2 separate regions of the Mus musculus genome follow, and region 2 is linked to region 1. The links are chromatin contacts, called in public promoter capture Hi-C maps. All regions are on one chromosome and are shown on one strand. The core of a region is the stretch at or near the end of the contact, and the rest is flanking DNA. Distances in the headings are between cores, read along the strand shown. Region 1 holds the start of Ranbp9 (RAN binding protein 9). Region 2 holds the start of Hivep1 (human immunodeficiency virus type I enhancer binding protein 1).

Region 1 (5,726 bases), core at 2,795-5,294:
TTAGCACCTATACCAAGTGGGTCACAACTGCCTGTAACTCCAGCTCCAGGGGAATCCAATACCCTCTTCTGGACACCAGGGCACATGCACTCAGGTGTACATACGACCCCTGACCAAGCCAACTAAAAACAGTATCTACTTATTAAGATATTGTTAAAGATGCTTCAGTTAAAAGGTATAATTCACCATTTCATCACTTCCTTGGTCTACCAAGGTTCAATTCTTTGACATCTGTCCTAAGCATTTTAAGGCAGGAGTATAAAGTGCCCACCTTTTCTGAAGCATTACTAAATCTCAGTTCACCTTTCCCCTAGTTTCAGAAACACCCTTGATGTCAAGTGTCTTTCAGAAATGAGATTAACGTACACAAATGGAAAGATGTAGTAAGAATGAAACAAAGATCACAAAATTTGGTGACAGCAAAAATTACATTTCTTTAAAGTTTTAAAAAATGTACTTATTTTTTTGTGTGTAGAAGTGTTCTCCCCACATTCATGTATGTGTTCCTGGTGCCCAGAGAGGTCAGAAGAGGGCATCAGATTCCCTGGAACTGTAGTTAAGGATGGCTGTGAGCCACCATGTCAGTGCTAGGAATTAAACCCAAGTCCTCTGTAAGCTCAACAAGTGCTCGTAACAGATGAGCTGACTCTTCAGCCCCACAAAATTAATTTTCAGTCCTAGGTAACTTGTGACTTGAAAATTCTAACCTTCAGGTTCGACACACCTTCCCAGTTAACACACAGACTTGGGTAGGATCTGTTAGTCTCTGTAAAGCATCCTGATAGAGGGGAGGGGTTGGGGTGGGGGGGGGGGTGAGTGATGAAATTGGGTATTAAAACATTAGGCTCACCAAATCCAATATCATAGTCTTTAAATGTTTCTTTAATATTCATCAAAAATAAAGTTATTATTAAGTCTAAACCTGTCACTTTAAAAATTAATACTGACAACTTTTTAAAATAAGAGGGCTATCCCCAAGTGTAAGGACACGTGCCAACAAGCCTGATGACCTGGATTAGATCCCTAGGACCCACATGGAAGAAAGAGAAAACCCACTCCCACAAGCTGTCCTCTGAGCTCCACACCTGTACCATGCCACACAGACAGGAACGAACACACACACACACACACACACACACAGTGTAAAAAGGAAAGAACTCAACATACACTGTTCTATAGATACTGAGACTCTTCTGTAATTCAATGCACTTTATCTAGCCATCTATCAATGTTAACACAGTGCCTTCAGATCACTAAAGATAAGCTGCTTCGATAATCAGCATTCCCAATTTAGAAAAACATTTTAAACACAGGATGTGTTCAGAGGAAAAGAAATAAATGATAATTCTTGGAAACAAGTATGATCAACCTTTTAAAATTTTATAACACAGAAAAATACAAATAGTAACTTTTCATGTTAAGGAAACAAGAACACAAGAATACATTACATAAAACATCTCCCCTTAAATGTGTTTTATAAGTTTTACTATTCACTACCTACAGCACCACCTTTTGCTGCTGAGACACACAGGAAAAACAGCAATGACAGAAAGCACAGACTTTAAATAACAAGGCTAGATGAAGGCTTGGAAAAGAGACAGTCTTTGTAATTCTGGAAAGGGAGACAAAGAGGAGAGAAAAATGGGGAGAGGGATGACAACAGCGAATCTGTCCTCCAGAACCCATGCTCTATGTTTATGAAACAGCGAGGTTTCCAGAAAGTGAATCTCAATGTTACACAACACAGTGTAATAAAAAGGCCGACAGAAAGAGTAACTGCGACAACAGTATCCTAACATTGGAACCCCAAGCACACAAGCATGCATTTGGCTCTGGCCCAGATGATTCATTTTACATAAAAGAAGTAAACACGACTAAGCAAGGTGTATCACAAGGCTAAGTAAGCCATAATCACGAGTTTTAAGCGAAAATTCCTTACCGAGTACCCAGCTGGACTCCCACATCACTCAGAAGAGGCTGAGGCCCTCTCTTGTGACATACCTAGTATCACCAGTGACTGCTAGAACTCAGGAAAGCTAGGATTCTTTGTTCACTAATCTCCCCTACACACACAGTCTCTGCCTTTACAAGCTTTTTATTTACTATAAACTACAAATTTAAAATAATAAAGTTTTGTCAAATCTAACAAAAGCATTCTGGCTGCCAAAACAGAAGTAAACACTTCATAACATAGCACTCACTGTTCACACAAATTTAAAAACAAAATTAAGTAACAATCTACAAGGAAAGCAACAAAATGTCCTAACTGAAAGGAAGAAGAAAAAAAAAACTTCAGTATTTTGAAATTTTCAGCCACTTACACCAAGGAACATAACGTTCAAAATAATAAGTACTTCTTTGGATCTATGGCAAGAATAAAAAGGAATGTTCAACAAGGCCCATCTTTGTGTAGATTCTTTACAGCCAAAGCATTCAGCAGATTTCTGTTGCCATAAGCGTTTCTAATTAAATAGTAGCCGATTTGTCAAGAGTCTTCGCAAACCCTGTTCTGAATTCTTTCAGAATCTTACAGCAAGGTTGTTTATATCCTCACTAGGAGCCAAAGACCCTTCCTTTAGAGCCAATCAAAATGAGCCTGCTTAGAATGTAAAATCCTCTGCTTTAGATTTAGGGCCTAAAACACCGACTGTGTTCAAACTGATACCACTGCATTTTTTTCTTTGCCCCTTCCACACAGCTAAACTTGACGTATGCCATTAATCTGAGCTACATTTCAAAAACCCCTTACTGGCATTTATAATCTTCTATACAACCAGTTTGCTTAAAGCTTTGTTTTAACCTAGGAAAAAGTGGGGATGGGAGAAAGCAGCAGCCTAAGGTGGTTAACTTTGTTAACTGCAGGTGCAAAATATAAGCCAGTTTTGGTTTTTTTTTTTTTGTTTTTTGTTTTTGAAAATGCTAATCGGTATGTTTTAAAACCCTTGTTTTCAACAAAACTTCATGTAACACCAACCCGGAAACACGGGGCATTTCCAATCCGGAGGGGGGGGGGGTCTGCTCCCCGAAGAAAACAGGGAATCCTGAGGTTCCTCTCCCAGTTGCTTTCAGTAAGGTGCAATGATGGCCAACTTGGGCCCCTTGTCCTTTTGTCCCCCTAGACAATCTCTGGCCTAATTTGGGACAAATCCTCCACTGATCACGCCTCCCTCCCCCTCCTGTGGATCTCTGTTCTCCCTTAATTAGAAACTGTACCTCGGAATCGTGCCTCTCACCCCTGCTGCGTAAGAGGAGATGGCCTGACCCTCCACCTGGAGAACAATGTAACCCAACTCCGGCCCATAGATTTATCTCCAGGAAATCAGAAGGTGCGATGTGTCTGGTCATCCCGGATTCCCTCAAAGCGTCCAGCTCCGGGCCTAGGGATCCCAGCTCCTTCCCACCTGGGACCCCACTCTCACCTTCCCTCGCCCAGAGCCTCGCCCCGCACCGTCCGATCTCTCCGCCGGACCCCGCGCCCCGTACCTTTGTAGTGCACCCGCAGGTTGTTCTGCGAGAGGCCGATGTAGCTGAACTTGTCCTTCGGGCTCCAGGACCGGGGCAGCGGCGTCTCCTGCTCATCCACAGCCGGGTAGAGGCGCTTCAGCCGCCTCTGCAGCTCCTTCTCCTGCTCGTTGAGGGCCGAGTCGCCGTGCGGGAAAGGGGCAGCGGCGCTGCTGCCCGCCGCCAGGCCCGGGACCGGGACGCCTGCGGCCGGGCCGGGGCCCACCGCCAGGCCGGGCGGCGCGGTGGCGGGGGCGGCCGCCGAGGCGGGGGGCGGCGGCGCGGCGGTGGCCGGGGGAGGCGGCGGCGGCGGCGGCGGGTGGAGCAGCAGGGCGGCCGCTGCGGCCCCCAAGCCTCCACCGGGCGAGCCGGCCGGGGAGGAGCCGGCGCTGGCGGCCGCGGCCGCGGGCAGGGCGACTCCGGAGCCCGGGGCCCCGGCGGCGGGCGGCGGCGGCGGCGGCTGCTGTTGCGGCGGCGGTGGCGGCGGCTGCCCGGACATCCCGGCCGCGACTCAGCCTGCGGCACCTCCACTCGTCCCTGCTTCCTCCTGCGCTTCCCGGGGGCGCTGTCGCTGCGGCCGCCGGCACCAGGCGCCCAGAGTCCGCCCGCCCCGGAAGCAGGCGGCGGGCCGCGCGGCCCGGCGGAGCGCGGCGGTTGAGGAGACCGACCGCGGGCGGGCGCGAGGGAGCGTTGGCCAGGCGCTGGCGGGCACGCGACCGGGAGCGATGCGGTGGGACAGCGAGGGGAGCGGGCGGAAGGGCGCGCGGCCCTGGGCGACGCGGTGAAGCGGGGAAGAGAGACTGCGAGGAGGTGCGAGCGGCCGCGGCGGCCGCTGCTCTCGCGGCTGTTTCCCGGCGGGCGAGCGAGCGGGCGGGCGGCGCGAGACGCTGCGCGCGGGCGGCGCCAGGCGAGGAGGCGGGCCGCGGCGCGAGGGGCGGGCCTGGTGCGCGCGCGGACGGCCTTCTCCGCGGCCTGGGGCTCGCCGGCGCGGGCGAGGACGCGGGCGCGGGTTCGGCCGCGGGCCTCCGGTGGCTGCGGGATCCTAGCTGCGCCGACCGGCGGCCTCGTCGCGTCTCGACGGGCCGTCCCCCTCAGCCGCCGGGAGGCCGCAGCGCGCCCAGGCGAGAGCAATCGAGCCCTGCTGCGCCGCCGGGAGCTGAGCCCGGGGTTTCTAACGCCTTACCGCCTAGCTAGCGGGTCAATAAAGGGCCCTTGGAAACCATTTCTGAAGGCGAAGTCTCCCGCTTCATGAGTGACCCTCTCGTTAATTAATTAATTTATGAGGAGTCCGAGTGAACTTAATGGGGGAGAAACAGCCACGTTAGGAATACCAATCAAGACGGGCAGATCGTCAAAGGGCAGGAATGCGAACTGTGTGAGCGTTTAGGAAGGGCTTCTGGAGACAGACGTCAAAACATTTTATAAGCTCATTAATTCTCATCATAGGCCTCTTTGTTAGGTAGCAGAGAATTATGCCCATTTTTTTTTAAACATGGAAATATTTACTGAGGTCAGCAGAGTTTTAAAAAAGGAGACTTCCTACTTTGCAATTCTCAGTAGAGTGCTTGGTCAACCCGTGTGGCACAATTTGCCAAGTGTTGCTCTCTGACCCCCACATAGCATTACTAGTCTGTTTTCGGCACTTCCCTTTGTTTAACCTACCCTTTCCTTAGCCCGGCAAAAATCAGGCTTCACTCCCATAATCTACATGGTACAGATTCCGATGCTGTGTTAGCTTCCGGAGATGATATGCTGGCTCTGATTGGACCGTATAAGCATGGAATGGTTGGTTAATAGAGAACTAGTTATTTTGTTTTTGAAGCGAATGGGTCAATGGTGACTTAATCGAAGACTCCCATGGACATAGCGCCTAGCCAGTTGTAGCAGTCCTTCTGCCTAATTTCCATCTTAAATTACCCACACTAGACACTCCATTGTTCATTAGTAATAAAATGCCCCATAACTCTAACCTCGGCTCTACATTTTTTTTAACAAATCACAGCATGTTTACATGACGCCACTGAATTTAAAAAACACTAAAACTTTCGTTTATACTAAAATAAAAGGAGTTCAATGGAAGCCATGTTCTACATATTGGTAGCCAAGATGGACCCCACGGGCTCCAAGCCTCATCAAACAACCTTGACATTCATTAAGATTTTACACATGGACTGGTGAGACGGCTCAGCAGTTAAGAGCACCGATTGCTCTTCCAGAGGTCCTGA
Region 2 (5,572 bases), core at 1,774-4,273, 1.4 Mb before region 1:
TCCTTTTCCAGGACCGGCTAGAGCCAGGATTCCGTCCTTTGGCCACCTGCTGCGCTGCCTCCTAGCAGCACCCACAGAGGAGACTATCTTGACTGTCACCAGGCACCAAGCTCAAGGTATAACCCACGTAGGCGGTGCACCAGATAACATCAAAGCTTTGGGTAGGGGCCAGAAAAGCGGGGTAGGGGGGTGTGGGGGGGTGGGGGGGGCAGCGCAGGGAGGGAACCAAGCGCCTCCCCCAGCGTTTCCTCTCACGCCCACTTCCAACCTAGGAGGCTTTTGGTTTCTGCTTTTGTTTTTAAAATGAAAAGTTGAACCAGGAAGCTTGGGAGCAGACTTTTTTTTTTTTTTTTTTTTTTTTTTTTTTTTGCCTTGTAGTTCGGTAAGTTTTCCTCCCTCCGTTCTTTTGTCTGCTTGGCTTGGGAAGAGCCCGGGCGTAGGGGGGACAGTTGCTGGGAGCGAGCAGGGGAGGGTTTGTAGCCGGGTCGCCGGAGTGGGGGCCGGGGGGAGGGGACTCGTTGGTGGACGGGAAAACCCAGCTCGCAGGGTGAAGGGGAGGGACGAGCGGGCGGTGTGACCCGGGGCCAACAGGAGGAACCTCCGGGATCTCCGCGTGGCGGTGGCGCTGCTGGCCGCACCGGCCGGAGGGCCGGTGCCGTGGAGCCACGGGGCCGTGCCAAGGGGGAGCCCGAGCCAGGCAGCGCCGGGCAGATGCGTGGGAACCGGGGTTGGGGGACGCTCGGGTGCGGCCTCGGGTTGGACCGATGCTCTCCCCTAGATGCTCAGCGGGAGAGATAAGGTCAGAGTACCCACAGGACCCTACGTCTCCCAAGGGGCGCAACAAAGACTCTTACTTGGCCTGCTGGATGGAGAGAAAGAGGCCCCTTGGAATCTCTCTGCCTTCCCAGTCTAGAGCCATCATTGGGATCCCCATTGTTCAAGGATTTTTGACAGTTCAAGCTGAAGTTTACCAGTTACCGGGCTGGACGGGTTCACTCATCCAATTCCGTTTATTTGCTATTTGAGGATCTACTATTTACTGTGTCACAAAACAAACCGAAACCAACTACTTAACATTTAACATAGCTGCCTTTCCCTGCATTTTGGTATGGAAAAAAAAAAAAACGCATTTAGACAATTCAGAAAACTTACCAGGAAAGTGTTCTTATATTAACTATCTCAGAGAGAAGTTTTAATACTGGTTTGTTGCTCAAGAAAACACAGTAAAATGACAAATCAAAACCAGATATGCAGTTTTCTCAAACGCTCTTAGCATTGCTGTATCTTGGAGACATCCTGGGTTCATGGATACATTTCTGTTGTCTTCAGCAAATATTGAGTTAAAAATTTCTCTCTGGCACTTAACTTTTTTTTCTTCTCTTTCTGTTTCAAGTAACAAAAACTCGACTTCTGAAGACTTTTTGTTTTTAATCTTAACACATTATCTATGTCTGCATGTTTATCTTTTGGTTCAAACAGCTCGGCTGGGGGAGGGGAACTACATTATATGTTTTATGAATCCTACCCATTGGGTATTTCATTTAATAAAATAGAAGACATCTTACTGGAATATTAAAATGGTACTCTTTCATTGTAAGGCTGACATAGTATTACCCACCACCCGAGCTTTCTAGCTGCATAATCTTTGCTCCTATGACCAAATTTACTTTTTGGTAGGCATATTTTCTTCCTCTGCAAAACATTATTTTTGGCTCTAAGCTTGCCATTACCAAGTATTCCATTTTTAATAATTTCCATTCTGGGGCTTTGTGCTTTTCTTAGCTCCAGCAAGCTAGAGGTAGGACTTCCTCGGGGGATTTTAGGGGTCAACCGTTAGCAGGAACGACCTGGACATCTTTATGAAAGCCTAAGGGAGCAAAACAAGTTTGCACAGATGGTCAGCTGTTAGTGGGCGTATGATCGCTTAACAAAGAATATTTTTGTTTTGCGCCTTTTTTTTTTTAACACCTTATTCTTTCCAACTTTGAGGTGGCCCGTACAATCTTCTATCGGCTTTTTTTTTTTTTTGTGGATGCGTGTAATTTTTAAGTTCAAACTGCTAGTATTATGCCTACCCTTGAAAACCTGCTTCGTTCCCCAGAGTCAGCTCTCCTGATATTTCCAGAAGTTTCCAGTTCCCGTTCTCTAACGCTTTCTAGCAGCCGGGGTCAAACTCTGGTTTGTAATAAATTAGTCTGTCTTCCCTGTTCACTCCCCCAGAGTTCCAGAAGCCTGCTGGGTGGCTCCGCCCCGCACCCCCTCTTCGGCTTCCAAAGTTCCCTCGCGGGTTAGTCCCCAGCTGACAGGCAGCTAAGGAGGGGTTAACTGCGCTCGCCGCTGCTTAGGCTCTGGGAAGCACCGGCTCTCTCCGGAATAACCTTGGCTTTCCTCGGTCTTTTAATAGAACATCCGCCACCAAAAAAGTGGTTTCAGTTTAGGGCTTAATAACACGTCCCCTCTGACCCTCCAAGTCAACAACCCAGCCCCCTTTCATTCTCTCTCTCTTTTTTAAAAGTTATTTTTTAAAGTTAATGCGTTTCAAGTTTCACTATGATTTTCCCCTTCCCTCTACGCGGAGCAGAGGAAACCCCCTTGGGGTCCCCCCTCCCTCCAGGGTCCTCCTCCTCCTCCTCCTCCCTACCAGGGCCAGGGCGAGGGGCGGGGCTGGGAGACACCATGACGTCACCGGGCCGGCCCACAGCCTGCTCTAGAAAGTCAAAAGACGGTAAAGAGAATCCGGCCCCGCCCGGCCCCGCCCCTCCTCCCGGGCCAACCGCCCCCGACTGCGGCCCGGCCGGGCTTCCCCGGGCCGCGGAGCCCCGCCTCCGCTGCCGCCCCGCCCCGCCCCGCCCTTCGGGCCGCGCCTCCTCCTGCGTCCTGGGTCCCCGCGGCGGGGCCTGCGGCGGGCGGGCGGGCGGGCGGGGCGGCAGGGGGCCCCGGGCCGGCTTCACAGGAGCCCGCCCTCCCGCCGCAGCCCCCGCCCCGCCGCCCCCGGGGATCCCCTGCTGCCCCGCCCACGCGCGGGGGGAAGCCGCCGACCTTCGCCCTGGCCGCCCTCGCGCTGCCAGCCGTCCTCACGGACACCCGGGAGAGGTAAAGGCCGCTCTCCCGCCGGGTTCCACTCGGTCCCTCCCGCGCCCAGCTCGCGCCTCGGTGCCCGTCGGGAGGAGGCTCCGCTTGTGCTGATGTCCCGGTTGTCAAGTGCAGCGCAGTTCCCGACGGGTGCGGGGCCGGGCGCGGCGGTGGGGGCGCTGCACCCGGGAGAGCGCGGCGCGGGGGGCGGGGGCCGGGACCACCTCCCCCTGGCGGGCGGGCGCGCGGGTGTGCGTGTGAGTGAGTGTGTGCGCGTGTGCCGGCGCCGACCTTGCGGAGGGGATGCTGCGTGCGGGAGCCGCTTGCCACTTCGGCGGGTCCTGGCCGCACGGGCGGCGGGAGCTGCGGTCCTGCGAGCCCAGCAGGTACGGAGGGCCGGCCTCCTGGTCGCCGCGGCCGCTTCTCGCAGGAGGGCTCGGCGGGGCTGCGGGAGACCAGGCCGCGGCTTCCGCACCTCCCGGCTTTGTGGCTCGCTTTCCCTTTCGGTCTTTGCCCGGAGTGCCTGTTTACTCCGGGCCACCTGGGTAGTTTCCCTCCCCGTAGGGCGCGCGCCCGCCGCTGGTGGGTCGGGGCCGGTGGGTAGGGGCGCGGGGCGGCTTGGGCTCGCCGCGGGGTCGGGCTCCAGCCGGAGTTGCGGCTAGAGAGGGGAGGGGGCTGTGGCGAGGCTGGCGCGAGGAGGAGTCTCAAGGCTGCTGCTCTCGCCGACTCTGTCCTCCTCCTCCTCCTCCTCCTGCTCTCCGCATCCACTCTAGGCTCCTTCCGGAGCTGGCACTTCCATTCCCCCCTCCTTCTGGCATGCGAAGCGCTTTGTTCAGTGCAGCGTTGCAGAGGGGTTTTCCCAGGCTCCGCCCTCCACATTCATTCATGTTTTTTCTCCTTGTGACTGTCTTTACGCTTTTTTGATTGTGTCCTGTTTTTGCACCTTGTAGTATGTATTTCTTTCTCGAGAAAGAATGGTCGATCACTGGTCCTAGTCGCCACGGTGGTGCTGTCGTCTTTGAAAATAACCACTTCTCCACCGCGGATTTAAATGTGGGCTGGACAGCTAGGGACAGGGGGGCTGGAGGCTGCAAAACCGGGTCGCACAAAGCTGTTACAGGTTGGGAATTTGCATATTTTAACATTTAAGCTTGGGAGCTGTGGGAGGTCACGTGATCGGCTTACAATCCGAGTTCACGCTTTAAAAACTTCGTAATATCGTGACCGCTTAAAAGCTTTAGTTTTAATACGGAACGGAACACTTACAGCTTTATCTTTAAATTCTCTGTGCAGTCAAAACCTTTTTGGATGCTATAGCTGATGCCTCTGTGGTAGGGGGAGTTGAGGAGCTCTATCTTTCACCCATCATTGACCGTCCTGTTTCTTATTCTTCCCCTGGCGTTAGATTGGGGATAGTTTGTGTTATGCCGACTAATAGCCGTGTTAAGAGCCGTGTTGCTTACAGTCGCAAGCACGGTAATAGCCGCCTTTTCCTTATGCGTTTTAACTAAAGTGAAAACATACATCTAAAACCTTAGTCTGGGATACATGTTCTTTACCTTAGAGGCGTTCTTCCAGGGAATTAATATTTCAGCATTTTCATGTGGTAGGCAAAGCTTCTACATTGTGTAGCTTACTCCTCAGTCCTTAGCCCGTTTGGGGTGGATAATGTTTCCTGATTTTACAGCTTGGGAAATCTGATCTTCTTTTCTGAGAGCTTAAGTACCTTGAACAAGGCCACACAGAATGGGGTAAAGCCTGGCCTTGAACCTGGTCAGGTTTGATTCCAAAGTATGTCTTCATGATTTGCTGTGTCATTCATCCCTTTGGGAGGGGATTGTCCTTGGTAGGTAAATGTTATCTTCTCAGAGGAAATGGGCAAGGTGTCATGTGGGGCCACGTTCTGAGGAAGATTTCATAATCTCTCTCTAAACTTGTTTTTTTTTTGTTTTGTTTTGTTTTTTGTTTTGTTTTCTCTTTGTAAAATGGATGAATTGGAGTTGTTAATTTTTTTTTAATCTCTCCCAAAACTTTTTTCCCCTACCTCTGTAAAATGGCTGAGTTTGAGCAGTTGATTCGGTTGTTAGGATTAAATTAGGTGATAAGTAGAAACTCTACAGTAAACCCAATAAGTGTTCTCTTGTGTCGTGTACAGTAATAGATATGAGAGGTTTTAAACAAAAGCATCCTTAGTCTATTGTGTTTGCTTAGTGATTAAACTTGGTTTCACCCCATAGGGCCTGCTTAATGGGCTTTGCTTATCAGCACTGTTGCAGGAAGTTGAAGCTAAACTTTTAACTGATTATTGAGAAAGAATCTAGTGGAAGAGGAGAGAGGGAGGTTGCTGATTTGGACAGATGGGTGGTTAACTTTCAGGCACGTTCAACCTTTTGGCATTGCAACATAGGCTGGAGGACCTTGCAACAGAGTTACAAAAAAAAATCTCAAAAGAAATCTTGTAATGTTTTAAGTAAGTTTACTATTTTGTGTTAGGCAGCAT

What was found. Promoter capture Hi-C pulls out the DNA fragments that hold promoters and counts their contacts.
Region 2: a contact with region 1 is called in a promoter capture Hi-C map of pre-B cells, with 2.1 times the contacts expected there. The contact joins the promoter of Hivep1 here to the promoter of Ranbp9 in region 1.

Annotation. Positions count from the first base shown.
Region 1 is chr13:43,476,929-43,482,654 of GRCm38.p6, forward strand. It overlaps Ranbp9 (RAN binding protein 9), which reads right to left and starts at 4,045. Exons shown (of 14, transcript NM_019930.2): 1 at 3,484-4,045. The coding sequence starts at 4,000.
Region 2 is chr13:42,048,998-42,054,569 of GRCm38.p6, forward strand. Hivep1 (human immunodeficiency virus type I enhancer binding protein 1) reads left to right here and starts at 3,024. Exons shown (of 9, transcript NM_007772.2): 1 at 3,024-3,093. Gm28707 (a long non-coding RNA gene) reads left to right here. Exons shown (of 2, transcript XR_001780922.2): 1 at 1-116; 2 at 779-1,570.